2 separate regions of the Sus scrofa genome follow, and region 1 is linked to region 2. A link is a contact called in public HiChIP or PLAC-seq data. All regions are on one chromosome and are shown on one strand. Each heading gives the region's core, a stretch centred on a gene start, on an enhancer-like site or on the middle of the called end of the contact. The rest is flanking DNA. Distances are from core to core; before and after follow the strand shown.

Region 1 (3,131 bases), core at 177-2,676, 80 kb before region 2:
GGGGTTAGGAGGACTTGAAGAAAACGGGAAAAGTTGAGGGGGATGGCATTCCAGGAATAGGAGGCAGTATGTATGAAGGGGGAGAAAAAAATTCGAAAAAGCAGTCACTGTCAGTTTGAGAATCAAGTGTTGTCTTATTCTTTATCACAAGTGGCAAAATTACTTGTTTTGCTCCAAGTCCTAATTTATGAAACAAATGCCTTTAGAGGGTTTTTAGTTGTTTTAAAATATGATTCCTAAAAAGCATTATTTTTGAGATTAATTTTTGTATTTTAGCCTCTGTACTATATCACTGACACAGATAAGCTGGGTACAGAAGACTAAAAGATATGCAAAGAAGCAGAAGGTTACAGAATACAGTGATGAGAAAACTACACAGAGAGAAAGGATGTGGTTTTTAAAGAGATTTACATGCTCATGGCTGTTGGATGAATTTAGGCAGTGTCCCCTCTGATGATTTTCTCTCTCTCTCTTTCTCCACCCTCTTCCCTTCCTCCCTTCTCTCTCCCTCTCTACCTCTTCTTTCTTTCAAGAAACCCCCAGAGAGATCTCCAAGAACTTACATGCTGTATGGAGAAACCTAGTCCCATTGATGGTAGCTGGGGTAAAACTATTTCTAACCCTCTTCATCTGCTTCTGTCCTCTTCTCCCTGCCCTTCCCCTCACTCCCACCCCAGGCACCAGGGGAAGGGGTTGGCCAACTCAGACTTTTGGGGGAAGGAGGAGAGGTTGGGAAGGAGGTGCTAAGGACTAGCTACTGGGAGAGGCAAACTTCCACTTTGGAGATGCACACTCCTTTGTCATCTCAAGTCAGGGAGAAGAAGAAAGAGAAGCTAAGATAAAGAGGGGAAAGGCAACACCTTGGATCTAGTACAAAACTGCAAAATTAATTTCTGCTTTGGAAAGCTGGAAAAGACCCTCTGCCCCTTTCTGATAGAGAGCAAGAATCCTTCTGGCATGAGTATGTGACTTAGGGTCTTACCTCTAGAAGGTAAATATGTAAATATAAATACTGATGTGAAAGTTAACTTTCTAATTCTCTTATTTTTGTAACCACAACAACAACAAAAAACTGAGCATGAGAAATTTGAAGACTTAGAGTTTATGTTGTACCAGCATTTCATTTCTGCCTGACCTGTATACACCATGAATTAAAAGGCCAGTTTTAAATGCACCACGTGGCATTTTCTGGTCACTTGTATCAGTGTGAGTGGAAAAAACAGAGATGAGTTACCGTTTACTAATTAGAATCCCAGGGACTTAGAAAGAAAGATTCCAGCAGGAGGAGCTCTAACATGCCTTAGATTTAAAAATTTAAAAACAAAAAAGCTGAAAGCAAACAGAAAAACAGAGAGGCAGTGTGCCTTGCAAGCTGCCATGTCAGTGGACAAATATGTGACCGAGTCCAATTAAATGCTTAGTGCGAAGCCAAGTGATGAGACTGGTGGAGACAGAACAGCCCACATTTTCTCCCTTCCATGAGCCTCTTCGTTCTGATATGCAGTTAAACTGGGAATGGATGTGTGGTGTTAGCTCTTACAAAACAGAGAGCAAAAGGCCGATTTCTTGGCAAGTCTAGAAACTATTCTTTTCCTCCTGAAGGGTCATATTGTTTCTAAATGAGTCTTTGACACAGGCTCAAAAACCACATTTTAAAACGAAAATTTCATCGGCGTTTGAAGGCGCATACAAAAATTCCTGAATGTTCGTTTCCTTTACTCAGTGGCTTGTTGGGCGCTTTTTTAAAATGAGGGAAATGCTGTGTTTGTAAAAACTGGTGCTAAAAGGGCAAGGAATCATATGTCCCTTGGGCCATGTAAAGAGTCTGCAGAAGGAATTAGAGCTTTCTAACACACATACACACACACACACACACACACACACAACTGGAATACAAAGAATTTATTCAGAAAAAAGAGTGAGAAGCATATGAATTTAAGAGTTACTGGATTTTTAGGGTAAGCCTTTCCATTTTGGACAGTGCTGTGGGAGAGGAATGAACGGCTGAGCATACAGGATGATCAGAATTACTTAACCCGAAGGAAATTTTCAACCCATCCCTTTTACTCACTCGCCAATAAGAAGTCAAACTTTTTGTTTTACACCTTAATGGTAAATGCAGTGTGCCCACATTTAAAAATTTTATACAAGCTCCTACAGAAACTTTAACTAGACCAATTCAGACCCAAAGTCACTAAATAAAGCTAGTCTAGACAGAAAAATCTATGAAAACCATATGTCTTTTAGGCATCTGTCTTACAAAGACTGCCATCATCTTGGAGAAATAGTCCACAAAAGATGCTTTTAGGAAAACACTGCTGTAATGACCCTGGGAGCTGTGCTTAAGGAGATGGCGGGACCTGAAGAGAGTAAAGCCAGAATGTTTACAAAGGAAAGGTTTCCATTTCTACATCTATCTGTCTGTAAACATCACTGAGAGCATGGGCAAGGGCAGAAATAATTTATATTTCTATTATTCTAGAAGGTATCAAAAAAGTTTACAGTTTTGTTCTTCCTAACCCCCACAGAATGCTGCACTGTAGGATCTCAAAGCAACTCTGTTCTCACTCACAGAAAACTGTTTTGAATAATGTTGTGTGCAGATGAGGCCAAAGAACCAGAACATTTTCTTCTGATTATTACCTCATCCTGCTGGCCCGCCAAACACAGCTAGAAGGCAGGTGTCCGGCCGGAGTAACCAAAGGAAGACTGTCCTGTATGATTGGGTGTAGGGCCCAAGTGCGAGACAAGCGGACTCAGAAAGACTAGGGTGCAAAGCAGGAGTGCAATGAGAATACCGTAAAGAGAAATGTCCTAAAGCCTTGCTTTTCTGATTTGCTTTCTGGACTGGAGACAAGGGTCAGTGTTACCTTCATTATTCTAGCCACATATTTTTACAACATAAAATGCGCTTTAATAAGTGGTATGAAATCCATAGACGAAAATAGAAAAGCTAACTCTCATGATAAAAAAATAACTACATTTAGACAGAATACTGAACAGTCTACGGAGACTATGAAAGGACTCGTAAATTGCAAAGATTCCTTGTTGACTCTCAAGAATATTTCACTGAGACTTCTTGCTCTACAGGGACAGGAACAACATAGCAGCAATAGTTATTAGTACAAGTG
Region 2 (3,234 bases), core at 699-3,198:
ATATGCCAGCAGACCCTTCCATAACAGATTCTTTTAAATTCTTATTGTATTCAATGAGGCCCATTTTAAGTGGGCCACCTGGTAGGATGAAGCACTAATAATTTTCCATAGGGGGAAAAAAAAAGAAAAATAATCACTCTGCTAAACTTAAGAGCAACTTCCCCAACTACATTACTATTACATAACTAAAGTGAGACATAGTTCTAATCTTTTGAAAAAATTAAATTAAAATTTTAACAAGCTAGCAACCCTATGCACTACTAAATTACTCATTTATTTACTATAACAACATTTAAATAACTTCCATCATTTGTGTGTGTTGCCTGGTTTCACAAATCTATCATACTCATTTCAGTCTTCCCCTCCATTCCCCACACCCTCCTGCTTCCATCCAGCTGGAATACATCAAGGGTGCAGAAGCCAAGGCAAATGTTGACCCCACCCTCCTCCATCCATTTTAAGGCACCTTCAAAGCCAGAGCACTGATCTAGTTCAGTTTCACCAACAAAGCCAGTCATCCTGCTATTTAAGACTCCAGTTCAGGGTTTTTATAACTGCACATTAACATGAGAGCTTTGATTTTTGGTCAAAAACTTCAGCTGCACTGTTTCATCAGACTGTTGTACCCTTTCTGCAGAAGAGTCCTCATTATTAAATCTCCATAATCTTTGCTCTCAGTGTTGATCTATTTCCTTATAAGAACAACCTCTCTGCACTGTCCAATAACCAATCCTGAGGAATATGATATTTCCCTTCTAAAAGGTCAAAAATGAACAGCCATGATGGTAGTCCAAGCTTTGTTTCCTCCAAAATTTGCACACCCTCCATTTTCTGTGCATTGTCACAGGCATTGGTCATTTCAAAATGCATGAAAATACCCTCGTCCAGGCACATGCAGAAAGGGGGTAGGGGCTGGAAAGATAGAGGAGCTGCAGTAGGACAAAGAACTTACTTTGTTGTTCCCCTGTGCATGTAGCCGCAAGGAAAAAAAATGAAGAAGAAATATGTTAAACATAAATTTATTTTAAAATCACGAGGTTTTTCATGCTAGAGCAAAATCCAAACAAATAATTTAACCATTCACTGACATCCCATTCATACACATACATAATCAGAGCTCATGGACAAGTCAAAGAATCTGCTTATATTAAATGAAATCATACATTTATAACAGCACAAAATGATGACAGAGATTTTCCCCCTTTCTTTCTACTTGAAATACTGAAAGTACGGGAAACTGGCCAAAAAGCATTGGTTTGAATTGGTAATAAGTGAACTGTTAGCATGAAAGGCAAAGTATTTAGTATGTCGGCTTGCCCTTTCCTGACAGTCCCTCCTCCAACATGCCAAGCAGTGGAAAATTTCATCAGCCAATGCATTTTTAAACAAACATCGCATCCTTGGCTTCGAAGAAGATGGTTAAAAAAAAAAGAAAAGAAAGAAAGAAAAAGAGCAGAGGAAAGGAGTGGGTGGTTCAAGGGAGACAGGGGAAGCAGACCAAGTTAAGCGCTCCATCTGTACCATTCCTTTATTTTGCAAATTATGAGTTTTGTCTTGGGTTGGCATGGGAAGCAAAAACTGTATAGTGGGGAGGCAGTCAAAATAAACACTGGTCCACATTCAAGAAAATGGGTTTGGAAAGATTAGTCACAAAAATGTAGTCATTTCTAAAAGGGACACTCTGGATAGAGACACAGAGAGCAGACAGCGACAGGCGGCAGGCAAATGGCTCTCCTGTTTCAAACTGGAGCTGCAGGAGTATGATTTACATCAAACAATTTAACTCACATATGGCTTAAAAAAATAAAACGGTGATTCATTACTCCCAGGGCAGCCGAGTCCTCTCAAGGTCAGATCCTGTGGGGGAGACGTGATGGGATATGGGCAGGGAACAGATCTGAACTCCTCTCACAAGGGGCCCAGAAGGAATTTCTCTCTCTGCTGAGATGCAGAGTTGCAGAGAGCTGTGAGCAAAGTGTGTGCATCTGTGGAAGAGCCTGAGCACAGGGTGGAGTAAGAGGTTGGGCTGGAGATCTGGCATTTAGTTTTGAGAGACCATGTGTGGGGGGAAGCAATATATACAGAAGTCTTCTAAAGAACAGCTAGGCAATGATCACAGGAGAGTGTATTTTCTGGAAAACAACGTCAATTGATGACTCTGGGGAAATGTCTAATTCAAGTACCATCATGGCCATCATATTTAATAAAAACATAAATTTAAAGACACTGATAAAATAGTGTAGAGAAACTTTTTGACACAGTGATTTGCCATGATATAACCATTAACCATTGGTTTATGTGATACATAAATAATTGTACAAGGATGAATGAAGTTGGGGAAAAAAGGGTCTTTTGTAAAGAATATGCCAATAATTCAATAAGGCAATAAAGATCCCTATGGGGAATTTTATCAGGAATAAAGTTCTATATTAGAGAATAATGGGACCCCAGTTCTCCAAAGAAGTGCAGTATTGCTGAAAATACCTCAAACAGATGGGGTTTATTGCATTCCACAGCAGTGCAGCTTTTGATGTACCAAATAAGTTTCAGGAGTTCAACCAAGTATTTCTGCACATTAGGGAATGACTGGCTTCCCTGCTCCGTGGCAGATGGTTCTGTTTGTAGTGGCAACAGTGATGTCACAGAGCAGGGGGCCTTAATCCTTAAATACAAGAAGTGTACAAGCAGAGGATGTGGGGTGGCTTTGCCATTTTTTTGTTTCCTTCAATCATTTCCCAATTGTCTATTCTGAGAAAGGCAGAATAGTCATGACTGGCAAACACTAAATGCTTTATAATTCCTCCACTACTCTGTGTGGCAGCATTTATATTTAGATCCTTGAAATATCTCCATTGAAGAAAAACTAAAGTCTTTGGAACTGGTCATGTAGCTGCTCTAATTTCTGTGGGAAGTGCTGCTGAATAAGCTAAGAATGAAGCTATGCAGAGCAGGGCTAGCAAGAGCATCTTCAGCCTTGTGCATGAGACTGCTGGGTATATGCATGAGAGTGGTCATTACCATGTTAATAAATATTTATGGGAGTCTGGGGCCATTCCTCATCACCATTGAGTGATACACAGACCTTATCCCCTAAGTGTCATTTGACACAGAGAAAAGTCCAGTTGTAGAATATAGCCAAAAAGACTTTCTGATGTCCCCAAAAGACTTTTATTATGGGAAGGTTCAGCCTCCAAGGCAGTCCTAAATCATGAATTATGCCTGGAAGAGTCCTGA

Evidence for each region. HiChIP or PLAC-seq counts read pairs in DNA pulled down with a chosen protein or histone mark.
Region 1: a contact with region 2 is called in an H3K27ac HiChIP or PLAC-seq map of skeletal muscle, with 3 times the contacts expected there. The contact joins two enhancer-like sites. A contact is called at or near these places in 2 of 47 Hi-C or Micro-C datasets (embryonic fibroblasts and epiblast stem cells) and 1 of 2 datasets of contacts at active chromatin or transcription factors (skeletal muscle).

Annotation. Positions count from the first base shown.
Region 1 is chr9:114,784,121-114,787,251 of Sscrofa11.1, reverse strand. The region is part of intron 19 of DNM3 (dynamin-3); the gene reads right to left. Among named protein-coding and RNA genes, the nearest start is that of PIGC, 40 kb to the left of the region's middle. Within about 2 kb of position 1,426, at least 37 of the 83 cell types and tissues checked have an H3K27ac peak or open chromatin away from gene starts, as enhancers often do. A contact at or near this core is called in skeletal muscle, where this site is marked.
Region 2 is chr9:114,704,970-114,708,203 of Sscrofa11.1, reverse strand. The region is part of intron 16 of DNM3 (dynamin-3); the gene reads right to left. Among named protein-coding and RNA genes, the nearest start is that of PIGC, 120 kb to the left of the region's middle. Within about 2 kb of position 1,948, at least 16 of the 83 cell types and tissues checked have an H3K27ac peak or open chromatin away from gene starts, as enhancers often do. A contact at or near this core is called in skeletal muscle, where this site is marked.